Regions from separate parts of the Mus musculus genome. Here all the other regions are linked to region 2. Evidence: chromatin contacts called from public HiCAR-type and promoter capture Hi-C data. All regions are on one chromosome and are shown on one strand. Each heading gives the region's core, a stretch centred on a gene start, on an enhancer-like site or on the middle of the called end of the contact. The rest is flanking DNA. Distances are from core to core; before and after follow the strand shown. Region 1 holds the start of Fmc1 (formation of mitochondrial complex V assembly factor 1). Region 2 holds the start of Creb3l2 (cAMP responsive element binding protein 3-like 2). Region 3 holds the start of Luc7l2 (LUC7-like 2 (S. cerevisiae)). Region 4 holds the start of Chrm2 (cholinergic receptor, muscarinic 2, cardiac).

Region 1 (2,700 bases), core at 3-2,502, 1.1 Mb before region 2:
ATAAGTGAATTTTAGTTCTAAAGTTTTGCAATGCTCAAATTCTGTAGTTAAGATAATTGCTCAAGAACTTAAGTTTCCATTCCCCTAAATTGTAGCCATGCTTGATCAAGCAGAACTGGGCAGGTGACTGTCCCCGAGCCTTAGTGTTTGTATTTGATCTTGTCCAAAAGGCAGAGAATTGAGCATTACCACATTTGGAAAATTAACCATCTTCCATTCCTTTCTAAGAGGAATATGAACTGTGGATTTCACAATGGCACTTCCCAAGGATAGCATTCTGTATGTTTATGTTTGTTACACCAGTAAAACATGTCATGTATCCTGTCATGCAGAAGGCTAAAGATGTGACATCTCCATAGAATATAAGATATTGCTTTCCTCAGTGGTGAAAGGCTAGTACTAAATAAAACAGTACCACTCTTCAACTCTTGAATATTCCCCACTAAATTGCCTTAAAAATTGCATTTGCCTGGCCCATGCCTTTAATCCCCACACTCAGGAGAAAAGGGCAATCAGATGTGAGTTCAAGGTCAATCTGGTCTAAACAGCAAATTCCAGGTCAGCCAGAGTAATGCTGAAATTCTGTATCTTCATTCCCCACCAACACGCAAGCAAGCAAAAGCACGCGCGCGAGCAGGCGCGCGCACACACACCTACACACACACACACACACACACCCGTCAAATCACAAAAACACTGCTTCCTATTAAAACTTTAATGTAGAAAGGATGAGGAGAGGGGATGCTTGTACCCTTACGCCTTTAAGTCTTACGACCCCTAGGACCCACTTCACACAACGCCCGCTCCTTACTCCATTCCACACCCCATGCACCAGACAAACCAATGAAATCGTCAGAGACAGCTCCACCCCGGTGGGTGGCAGATACGAAGTCCCTAGGAAGGTGCGCCCCACGCGGCTTCTGGGCCAGTAGGGGATTTCAGACCGCAGGTTAGCCGAAGGGCTGGAGTCTGTGGTGAGACCCGCAGGTGGAGGACAGGGTGACTCAGACACGTTTGTCCTGAGACCCTCTATCACCTGCGCAGACCGCCCCCTCATCCGCCCTCCCGCGACCTGGAGCCCACCCAGCCGCGGATGCCGTACCCGATGTGCTCGGAAAGCCTTAACGAGGTACCGGTAGGCCGCTGTGTCGCGATATGGCCGCCCGGTGGCCGCGTTCAGGTAGCGCAGCTCCCTCAGAAGGCCCCGCAGAGTGCGCGCCGGGGACCCCAGGGCCGCCATTTTTCTGTCCTTGGAGAGCCTGGTCCCTCACTGCCTCGGGCGAGGTGTTCCCCCGCCCACTCCGCCCCACAGCGCCCTCTACCGACCACCCTTGGAGGGAAACGCGAGTGACAGGCACCTCAGGGGACCAGGAGAGCAAGGGAAGGTGCCGAATCCTCTCGGCCCTTCTGACTGCGTCCCTTTGGACTGCCGTAAGCTGATGGCCGCCGAGTCTCTGAGGAAAGGTGTCTGGCAGGAGAGTATGTGGATGTCTGGACATAGGTCACGCCAAAAAGATCTTACTGTTTCTACCAGGGATGTCAAAATTAAACGTACCGACCTCCAACTTTATGGTCCCCGCAGCCTAGGAGAAGAAAATGAACTCATACCCTGGTATGGCAAACTGCAGCCCCTTTACTAGTAAAGCCTCACATCCAGTTCTCTAGTTTTGTTTTGTTTTTCTGTTTGTTTATTGTTGTTTTTCGAGACATGGATTCTCGGTATAGCCCTGGCTGTCCTGGAACTCACTCTGTAGACCAGGCTGGCCTCGAAATCCGCCTGCCTCTGCCTCCCGAGTGCTGGGATTAAAGGCGTGCGCCATCACGCCTGGCTTTTTTTTTTTTCGTTTTGTTTTTTTTGTTTGATTGTTTTTCCCCGCAGTTCTCTAGTTTTAAAACAAGATGGCCGGGCGTTGTGGCACACGCCTTCACTGCCTGCAGAAGCAGGCGGATCTCACAGCTCATAGACCATTATGGTCTGCAGTTTGTTCTAACCCAGCCAGAACTAGGTAGAGAGACCTTGTCTCTAAATACATAAAATAAACAGTAAGTTTGACTCGCAATAATCATCTAATTAGATGATGTTAAAATAGATAAAAAAAAAAAACGAACCACCCCAGATGGGACTCGAACCCACAATCCCTGGCTTAGGAGGCCAATGCCTTATCCATTAGGCCACTGGGGCTTCTTCTACTGATGTCCTCAAACACCATAATCAAGTTATTTCCTGTTTCGTACGTCATCACTTAAATTTATTGTTTTTACCCTATCACAGAGAACCAAACTCAGCCTCAGTGTGAAACGGATGCCTGCTGGGAAATGTAGTTTAGATGCCAAGAGTCAACCGCTTCACCCTGCAAACAGTGGATGCCACGAAGCCGAACGGGCTCCCGCTTTTGCTTACGTGTTCGTGTTTCTGTGCGTAGTAGCTCTGCGCCTGCGCAAAAGTGGGCCCGGGAGACGTCAGAGCCAAACGGGCTGCGGAAACCAGTTCCTCGAGCCTCCCTCTGGTCCTATTCTTTGTCAGATTGTAACAGGAAAAGCCAAGCCCCTTCCGATTGGGCTACTTTCAGGGTTTGTCTTCGCTCTTAGCTGGTCGTTAGGTGGCGTTTAGGTAGTGGTCAGTTTCTGTTTCCGGTTACAGCGCTGAGGCCATTTCCGCAGCCAAGGATGTATTAGAATGGGGTTCAGTTTTCGAATTTT
Region 2 (2,700 bases), core at 131-2,630:
AAAAAGAAAGGTCTGTATTTAAATATTAAAATAGTCTCAAAAGATCCTAGGCTAGACAAGCAGACTCATTTTACATGAAAAATAAAAGTTGCTTAAAGACAGTGTAAAGTTCTGAGACTTCTGTCTTCACACAGCAAAACCACGCTCTGAAGAAGACAAAACTCTCTGTAGACCTGATACCTGACTGTCCCCTTGTAAGAACCACCTGGAACCACAGCCCTGTATGTAAAATGGTTAAACTATAGCCAACTAAGGCTGTTTCCATAAAAGGAAACCTCAAAAGGGAAGAAGAAAAATCACATTGGGGGAAAATGCTATAGAGCAGGCCTTTTCTTCTCTAAGGGGGTCAAAGGCTTAGATCTCTTTCCCAACACTCACTTTGGGGTGCATCTTGCAGCCATTAAAACACTTATTTTCCCCTAAGCCCCACTTCATCCACGACACTCAGGAGAGTATCCGTTACCTCTTTGACCAGTATCTGGAATAGTACCCACCTGGCCATCCTCTCATTTTTTTGCCTGGTACTCCATTGGGAATAAAAGATCTGTGAAGCAGGCACTAGTGGCATAACCGTGCAGTCCCTCCCAGCTCTCCGGAGGTGAGGCAGAGGGATCAGGAGTTCAAGCTCAGCCTTAGCTGCACAGTGCAGTTGAGGACAGCCTGGGCTACAGGTAACCTTGTCTCAAAAACAAAACAACAAAATCCTATGAATTTAAAAAAAAAAATTAGCCCTCTGATTTAGGACTTGGAAACGTGTGGCAAGATTGGCTAATGTCTGTTTAATAAAGGCCATAAAACTACATAAAAAGCTAGCAATGAATGTGTGCTAGAACTGTGATAATTCAGATTTCTGCTCACGTGCGCATTTTCATATATGTGGTGCATTCTTTTAAATCCAGACAGACTCACGCGACCTAAACTAATTTGAAATGTAGACAGCGCTTCAATCCGCTTGGTTTCTCTGAGGAAATAAACTCGCGAAACAAACCTCCTTTAAGCGGAGACTCTTAGGGAGGACACTGGGCGCGCACGCCCTCTCTTATAAAAATGTATTCTTGTCGCTATTTGATTGGTTGGCTCCTCCAGGTCTCCCTAGCTCATTGATCTATGTTTCAGTCGATCATTTCTAGACCCTAGCACCCTATTGGTCCATTGCGACGCTCCGGCAGGAGGCGTTCCCCAGTGACGTAAAAGACCCTCTCCGCCCACATTCCGAGGACTAGGCGGAGACTTCGCGCGACTCTCCCTCTGGGGGAGGGACATGGATGAGAAAGGGACTTTTGATACGGTATAGATGGCAAGACGGGCGTTCGATTGGTCACTGGCCTGGAAGGAGGTGGGGTCGCCTCTGGATCCAGGGGCAGAGCTCAAGAGCCCAAGGGAGTCTCAAAGTTTGTCTGGAGCCCTAGTGGGGAGTGGGCTTGTTGCGCGAGGACTTTCTTGGGATGAGCGCTGCCTTTTTGCCTTCCTTTTGGATGCACAGCCCGATTTAACCCCTGCACCTTCCGCCCGATCCCAGCAGGCTTGTCCTCCCCGGGGAGTCACAGATTTCCGAGGACAAGGGTCGCGTAGCCTTCGGCAGGGCTCTCCCGAGTTCCTGCTCCAGTGCATAAGTTCCACGCGCGCACACGCCAAGTACACGGGGAGAAGCGTCTCACCGGCCCGCGGCGGCTCTGCGCGGTCCCCTCCTGCCTCAGCATCCTCGGCCCTGCGCGGCGCCCACCGCCATGGAGGTGCTGGAGAGCGGGGAGCAGAGCGTCCTGCAGTGGGACCGCAAGCTGAGCGAGCTGTCAGAGCCCGGAGAGACTGAGGCCCTCATGTACCACACGGTGAGGACCCGTGGTCCGGGCAAAGGGAGTCGGGGGTGAGGAGAAAAGCGGGTTTTGTCACCAGCTGGGTCCTGGGAGGCAGCGTTTGGGGAAGGGCATGACTATATTAAGAGGTCTGGGGATGGGAGTTTTCTTCTATGAACACATTAAGGTGCACAGCTGGAGCCTTTAAACTTTCTTCCGAATAAGTGACCCTTTGTATTCCAAAGCAGTTTATAGTGTTTTCCTGTCGGTAGCTCCATTTCCTATTGCTAACGGTACAGCAATGCTGGGAAGCGACGTGTTTTGAGAATAATACCTCCGCCCAGTTATATTGATTTTTTTTTTAAAATGGTAAGGTTTGTAAAAAAACACACACAATACACACACATCCAAAATTTGGACAAGCTAATGTAGTATAGTCATCCCATATGTTTTTTGTCCCCATCCCATCCAGTTTCTTTACTTTCTTGTTTATAGCTTTAAAATGTTCGTGTTAAAAGCCTTCCTTCACCGCACGGGAAGGCGGCCGCCTCACTTGGCTGCTTCATCTGCACAGCCTCGAACTGCTTCCTCCCTTTTTCAGGGGAAAATCTGAGGCAACTGCATGTTTCAGAGAGGCTCTGGGGGAGAGGTAGGACAGCTCACCAGTTCCTTCCCCGCAGAGACCTCTTTGGAGACTCAACTGTCAGAAGCGTGAATCATTTAAAGATGTCACTTTCAGCTTTTTGCAAGAGAAAATCTTGTTTGTGATAGCCAGTGCTGGTAATGTGGCTTTGTTCAGAACTCTTAGAAGTTGAGAGGGAGGGGTGGGGGTGGGGGGCACTGAGGGACTGCTGAGGGACTGAGGTAAGGACAGGCTTGGCTGCATTTCTGTCTTAGTGCTGTTAAT
Region 3 (2,700 bases), core at 165-2,664, 1.1 Mb before region 2:
CCCCAAAAGCAACATTTCATCATTTTTAGAAACAAACACGTAAATAACTCTTTCTAAGGATTCTAATCTAACTGTATTTTTAAAAGCCCTTTCCTTCAATTCTAATTCAGTGGGCATCAAATATCCAAAATGATTCTGTTTTCAGCACAGGTAAAATTTGCCAATATTTACTGAAGTCTCTAATACGTGGTCTAACAAAATGGAGGTCTCTCGGTGGGAAAAAAAAATAGGCCTAAACACTTCTACAAAATGGGGCCAAACACACCCACTTTAAGAAACCATGGTTTGGGTCAGATTTTCCACACACACGAAAAAAAAAAGTTGATTCTGTAAGGGCTCGACGAAGCGTCCCTGGAACTGGGGGTTAGTAGTGGTTTCGTTAAGACCAGGGAGGGAGGGGATGTTTCTCTCCACACTCTAGAGGACGGCGGCGAGGGGTGATCCGAAAGCCCAGAGGAAAGGAGCTGGAGCTGGGGGTGGAGACCTGAGCGCCCCGCCGGTCCCTGATCAATAGTCAAACTGACCGCCCCACTACTCCAAGACAGACTTGGGCTCTCCCAACCCCGCCAAGTCAACAGCAAAAGGCACAAACTCCCCTTTCTGCTCCCAGGCCCCGCCTCGCCGCATTGGCAGCAGTTCCCGCCAATCCGCACGGTCACCGCCCCCAAGACCGCCTGCCAAGCCCTGATTGGACTGGAAGAGAGACGGGGGGGACCTCGCGCTACCAATCTGGGAACCCCTTACTCGGCCGCACGCGCGCGCCCAAGTGCTCCCTCGGAGGCCTCCCCCTCCCCAGGCACGGCCCCTCCCCCACCCCCAGGGCTCTGGCAGCGACTTACCGTCCCGAGAGGTGCCCATTAACTGGTCCAGCATAGCGCGCATCTGGGCCTGCGCCGACATGGCGGCGGCGTAGCGGGCGGGCGGTCGGGCGGGCAGGCAGGCGGGGGTGGGGCACCGGCCGGGCCCTGGCGGGCGGGGGACGAGGGGAAGGGGTGGGGGAGGTGCGGCGCTGTCTCGGTGGCCGCCGCGGCCTCGAGGCCCGCGAGTAGGGAGTCGGAGGGGTCGTGGAGAGTCCGGGCTGCGCTCCTCACGACGGCGTGAACGCGGAAAATGGCAGCCCCCCTAGAGAGTGAGCCCTGGTGCCCTCACTCTCCGTCCGGTTCCTGAGACAGACGCGACACAGGCTAAGCCGACTCTCGCCTCCTCCCGACACCAACACCCGCCAGAAGCCGTCAACCCCCCCCCCCAGCAAGCGAGCTCTGACGCGGCTCGCAGCCGCCGCGACGGGAGCGCGCACGCAGCTCGCGCCTAGTCGTTTCCCGTGGGGGTTCGGCCAATCGCCATCCACGTCGCTGCGCTCCGCCCTGCCCCTCCTACGAAGGGTCCCACCCTAACGGCTCCCGAGCGCGTTCACGTCTGCTCACCCCGCCCCTCTCGGAGGCTGAGTCTCGCGAGAATGATGCTCTTTTTTTTTTTTTTTTTTTTTTTTTTTTTAGCCTACTCCGAAGCCTCTTCGGCCCCGGGCGTCTAAGCAGCAGGTCACTTAGGCCTTTGCTGTTTGCCGCCCTGGCGTCCAGCCGCAAATTAGCCAGTGCCGAGCTTAGAGCGAGTCGCAGTAAGTAGTGCGACAGAAGTTCTCAGGGTTAGTGCTTTCCCGACGGATGCTGGCGGAATCGCAAGCCCGTGGGAGCCCCGAGCCCGAGCGGAGGACACCTAACCTTATCCTCAGGCCACTGCCCCTCATCAGTGCCCGAGTTCGGGACATGTCAGGTTCAGGAAAAAGAAAAAGCAAACAAACCGCGAAATCAACACAGTGGAAATCAGGCCTCCCGACCCCTTCTGCTACGTTTAGGACAGCTGGAAGCTGCTAGTCTGAATTCGGAGCTGGGCAAAGTGAGAGCTTGGGACAGGCCATAATGCAGAGCAGCGTTTCCGTGGGGTTCTTGGCTGACTGTCGCCCTGCACTCCCACGCCCTGCTGACTGCGACCTTCCAACCGTAGTTGATTTCTTAATCTCAAGGCTGGTGGGGCTGAGGCCAGAGTGAGCCAACGGGAAATACTTAGGCCACGGCTGCTTACCGGTTTTCGAAAAGGAAAAAAAAACTGGCGAGTCTTTTAAGCTGAAACGTCGCAACTTTAGATAATAACTGGGAAATTATGGATATTTTTTGCCGTTTCATTATAATTGCCCATGCATTGAGGAACTAAAACTTCAAACTAGCGCCAGCTTCATATTAAAATCATATGAAAGAATCATCACAATTCCAAGGTTTAACTAGGCACTGAGCCGATGCAAATTACGTTATCTAGTCAGCAACTTGCCAAAAAAAAAAAAAAACACAATTATTCAGAGTACTGTTTTTGAGACAGGGTGTCAATGTTATGAGAAAAATAGCCTTAAAAAGTGAGAATACCGGAGACTCAGCATAGGTTAGGAATGGAGACATTTTTCACCTCTGCAGAAGTTAGGCATCACCCTGACACAAAAGACAAACTGAGCTGCCAACTTAGCATAAAACTGTTTAGTTGTTGTTTGGGTTTTTGTTTGTTTTTTTAATTACATGTCGTCTCTCTCCACTTTTTCTTCCCAACTTTTGGTTTTTTCGAGACAGGGTTTCTCTGTGTAGCCTGGAACTCACTCTGTAGACCAGGCTGGCCTCGAACTCAGAAATCCACCTGCCTCTGCCTCCCAAGTGCTGG
Region 4 (2,700 bases), core at 50-2,549, 1.1 Mb after region 2:
CTCCTCCTGGAAACCTTCCCCAACCTTGTTCCCCTGCCAAGGTCCGGGAACAACAGCACTAAACCTGTCGTCCTCACCAGAAGGCTCTCTCCCAAGGCGGAGTCAGGGGACAGCGTGGAGTGGTGGCGAGAGGGGCCTCCACCCTAAATGCAATGTGCCCAGACCCTAGGGTATAAGGGGAGCTTAAGGGGGATGGGTGAGCGGCAGGAGAGACTGAGCTCTACTTGCCTTTCCCACGGCAGCATCTGGAGTTGGGGGGCGGGGGGATGAAGAGGACCAGAGTGTGGTAGCGAGGGTGAGGGGGTGCCAAGCTCAAAGACAGCCATACTGGAGTATCGGCGCTCACAGGCTGCTTTTTGCCACATTCCACTGGACTTAGCTATCCCAATGGTTTCCCCCGCCCCAGCTTTGAAACCCCTCCTTCTTTCAGACCCGCCAAGGTACGTGTCCTCTCCAGCAAGCCCCAGATGCCAAAGTTTCCATTGGAAAACCTGCACGTGTCAGGGACCACCAAACAATTCTTGCAAACCCAGACCCTCTGCGGCCAGGGTCGGGTGATGGGGAGGAGCTGCGAGGTACCAGGGCCCTTGATATGGACAATTAGAGAACCATGGTATAGCAGAGTCTTTACCTGTCACTGACTTAGTCGCCCGGGGCTGCGATCTGGTGGAGTCTGGCTGGAGCGAGGAGCCTTTGGCGGGCTCAGGTTGGACCGGTTTGGGAGCGAGCGGCACAGCTCGGAGTCCTCAGCTGGTTGCCCGCTTGCCTTCTCCCTGGATCTTGCGAGAGAAAAGCGAAAGATTAGTTGTCGCCACCGCACTTAGACGGGTGGGGCAAGGGAGGCGGGGAGACTGCGGACCCCAAGGCTCAGAGAAGGCTGCGGGGCATTTCACATGGGTCGTATCACTCGGCTAATCTGGGACCCCAATTAGACAATTCGGACTGGAGTTAAATTACATCTGTCTGCCGCCTTGAGCATCACACCCCCAAAACACAGGCAAATAAGACTTTCAAACCTGGCTTTCAGGAAGATGACAGTTAACACCGAAACAGAAAGGAGACCTGGGTGTGGAGAAGAGCTGGGCGGGCTTCATTTCTTCACCCTAGTGCCGGGGAAGTAGTAATTAGTGTCTGGGAGCTGCGCTCCTCCACTTCTCCCAGTGCCTCTGGCGATTTCCAAGTGGGATCTGCGACTTCAGGGCTCTGGCCAAGCCCGCAGGCTGGCGTGTGCGTGTGTGCGTGTGTGCGAATGAGTGTGTCTGTGCCCCCGCGTGCCTGCTCCCGGGAACTGGTCTCCTCGCCCTCACCCGCTGTGTGTAGCAGCAGAGCGAGAGTGGTGCCTCTATTTGTGCGTTTGTGTTCGATTAGCTGCAATGGGCGGACAGTTTCTGGAGAGAGCATTTACAATTTTCTTTCGTTCTGACAGGATTAGTTGCCGTTGAAGGGGGCTCCGCCAATGAAATCTTCTCTGCGCTCTGATTTGGCGGTTCTTCGGTGCAAATATGACAGCTTTCTCTCTCAGCTCTTTTCTGCATCTCTCCATGTCCGACCCCGGAGCCCAGTTCTCGGTCTGCAATTTCTACACCACAACCTTTGCAATCACCACCACCACCACCCCTAGGTCCCATGTCAGCAGGTGCCAGGTTGCTACAAAGGTGACAGGGCACATTGGGAAGAAGGCTTGTTGATTGCAGAAGATACTTATGCCCCGTGTTTCCAGGTGGGGAAATGTTAGAATAAATGTACTTTGTACTAAATATATAGTCATGGAGAATTGTTCAGATTGTTTATTTCTTTCTTTGATGCTAACTAATGTATTAGAAAGAAACAGATATTTATCTGTCTTTGCTGTTTTTTTTTCTTTCTTCCCAAACAGGTCGATGCCTGTGTGTTCCATCAGTTAATGGGGAGTAGTAGTTAAGAGAGTGTACTAGTGAGGTGTTGGTGAGGTGGGATTTTGCTGTCTATCGAGGAAAATAAAAGATGTGAACTTCCTGTGTTCAGAGCATGGACTAATTTTTGCCTTCATTTATTTTAATGAGAAATTCTTTCCCAGATTTATACCCATTGTTTGAAAGTATGGAACTTATTTGATAATATCATAATGTGATTATTCTAAGGTGTCGTTGAGGACAATTGCTCTTGATGATGTATATTGTATCTGATGACATAAATATGTGCTACCGAATGAGGCTTTCATTGCCAAATAGAATTAAAGAAGGAGTCATTGGAACCTTAAACTAAGTAACAAAGAACAGGACCTATCTCTTTTTTGATCGCAGAGACAGAGAAATTGCTATTTATTATGCTCAATGGAATTCAGCTCAGTTCGTGTTGCCCTGTCCTTGGCTGGGTGTTAAAGAGCACACAGAATAATGAAACCACGGTTCCTTTTCTTTCTGAGTTTCTCATCTTTGAGAATAAATACCCACATGAAGCTCTTGTAGAGAGGCTGACCATCAACACTATAAATTATACACTAATATAAATTCATTGGTGAATGAAAATCCTACAGCTATGCCTAAGTAGGACTGACACAGATTCAATTTTGCTGGATAAAAGCCATCCTGGTGTAAAGGATGGTAAGGGTATGTCGTTGCCCTCTGAGTCCCACGCAGGCATTTTAGTCTTGTTTGAGAAAGGCAGTTCTGAACATTATCGCCCTCAATCTACCCCAGAACTAGGTTTCAGTCAGTAAGC

Evidence for each region. Promoter capture Hi-C pulls out the DNA fragments that hold promoters and counts their contacts. HiCAR-type assays count read pairs that join an accessible place to other places. Capture Hi-C pulls out chosen DNA fragments and counts their contacts.
Region 1: a contact with region 2 is called in a promoter capture Hi-C map of embryonic stem cells, with 2.7 times the contacts expected there. The contact joins the promoter of Fmc1 here to the promoter of Creb3l2 in region 2. A contact is called at or near these places in 4 of 39 promoter capture datasets (the 3T3-L1 cell line, 3T3-L1-derived adipocytes and embryonic stem cells), 1 of 15 datasets of contacts at CTCF or cohesin (pro-B cells), 2 of 484 Hi-C or Micro-C datasets (CD4 T cells and regulatory T cells) and 1 of 115 datasets of contacts at active chromatin or transcription factors (pro-B cells).
Region 3: a contact with region 2 is called in a promoter capture Hi-C map of adipose tissue, with 2.5 times the contacts expected there. The contact joins the promoter of Luc7l2 here to the promoter of Creb3l2 in region 2. A contact is called at or near these places in 1 of 39 promoter capture datasets (pre-B cells), 1 of 484 Hi-C or Micro-C datasets (embryonic stem cells) and 1 of 9 other capture datasets (adipose tissue).
Region 4: a HiCAR-type map of astrocytes shows a contact between it and region 2, with 3 times the contacts expected there. The contact joins the promoter of Chrm2 here to the promoter of Creb3l2 in region 2. A contact is called at or near these places in 2 of 39 promoter capture datasets (hippocampal neurons and stem cell-derived epiblast-like cells) and 1 of 115 datasets of contacts at active chromatin or transcription factors (astrocytes).

What each region holds. Positions count from the first base shown.
Region 1 is chr6:38,533,413-38,536,112 of GRCm38.p6, reverse strand. Fmc1 (formation of mitochondrial complex V assembly factor 1) reads right to left here and starts at 1,252. Exons shown (of 2, transcript NM_025363.3): 1 at 1,103-1,252. The coding sequence starts at 1,240. It overlaps n-TRcct1 (a tRNA gene), which reads right to left and starts at 2,182; the gene lies at 2,110-2,182.
Region 2 is chr6:37,440,828-37,443,527 of GRCm38.p6, reverse strand. Creb3l2 (cAMP responsive element binding protein 3-like 2) reads left to right here and starts at 1,380. Exons shown (of 12, transcript NM_178661.4): 1 at 1,380-1,829. The coding sequence starts at 1,728. Gm33318 (predicted gene, 33318) reads right to left here and starts at 1,018. Exons shown (of 3, transcript NR_166917.1): 1 at 495-1,018.
Region 3 is chr6:38,550,048-38,552,747 of GRCm38.p6, reverse strand. It overlaps Luc7l2 (LUC7-like 2 (S. cerevisiae)), which reads right to left and starts at 1,414. Exons shown (of 10, transcript NM_138680.3): 1 at 840-1,414. The coding sequence starts at 900.
Region 4 is chr6:36,386,683-36,389,382 of GRCm38.p6, reverse strand. Chrm2 (cholinergic receptor, muscarinic 2, cardiac) reads right to left here and starts at 1,299. Exons shown (of 3, transcript NM_203491.3): 1 at 1,017-1,299; 2 at 632-779. 9330158H04Rik (RIKEN cDNA 9330158H04 gene) reads left to right here and starts at 1,149. Exons shown (of 6, transcript NR_015589.1): 1 at 1,149-1,227; 2 at 1,427-1,720.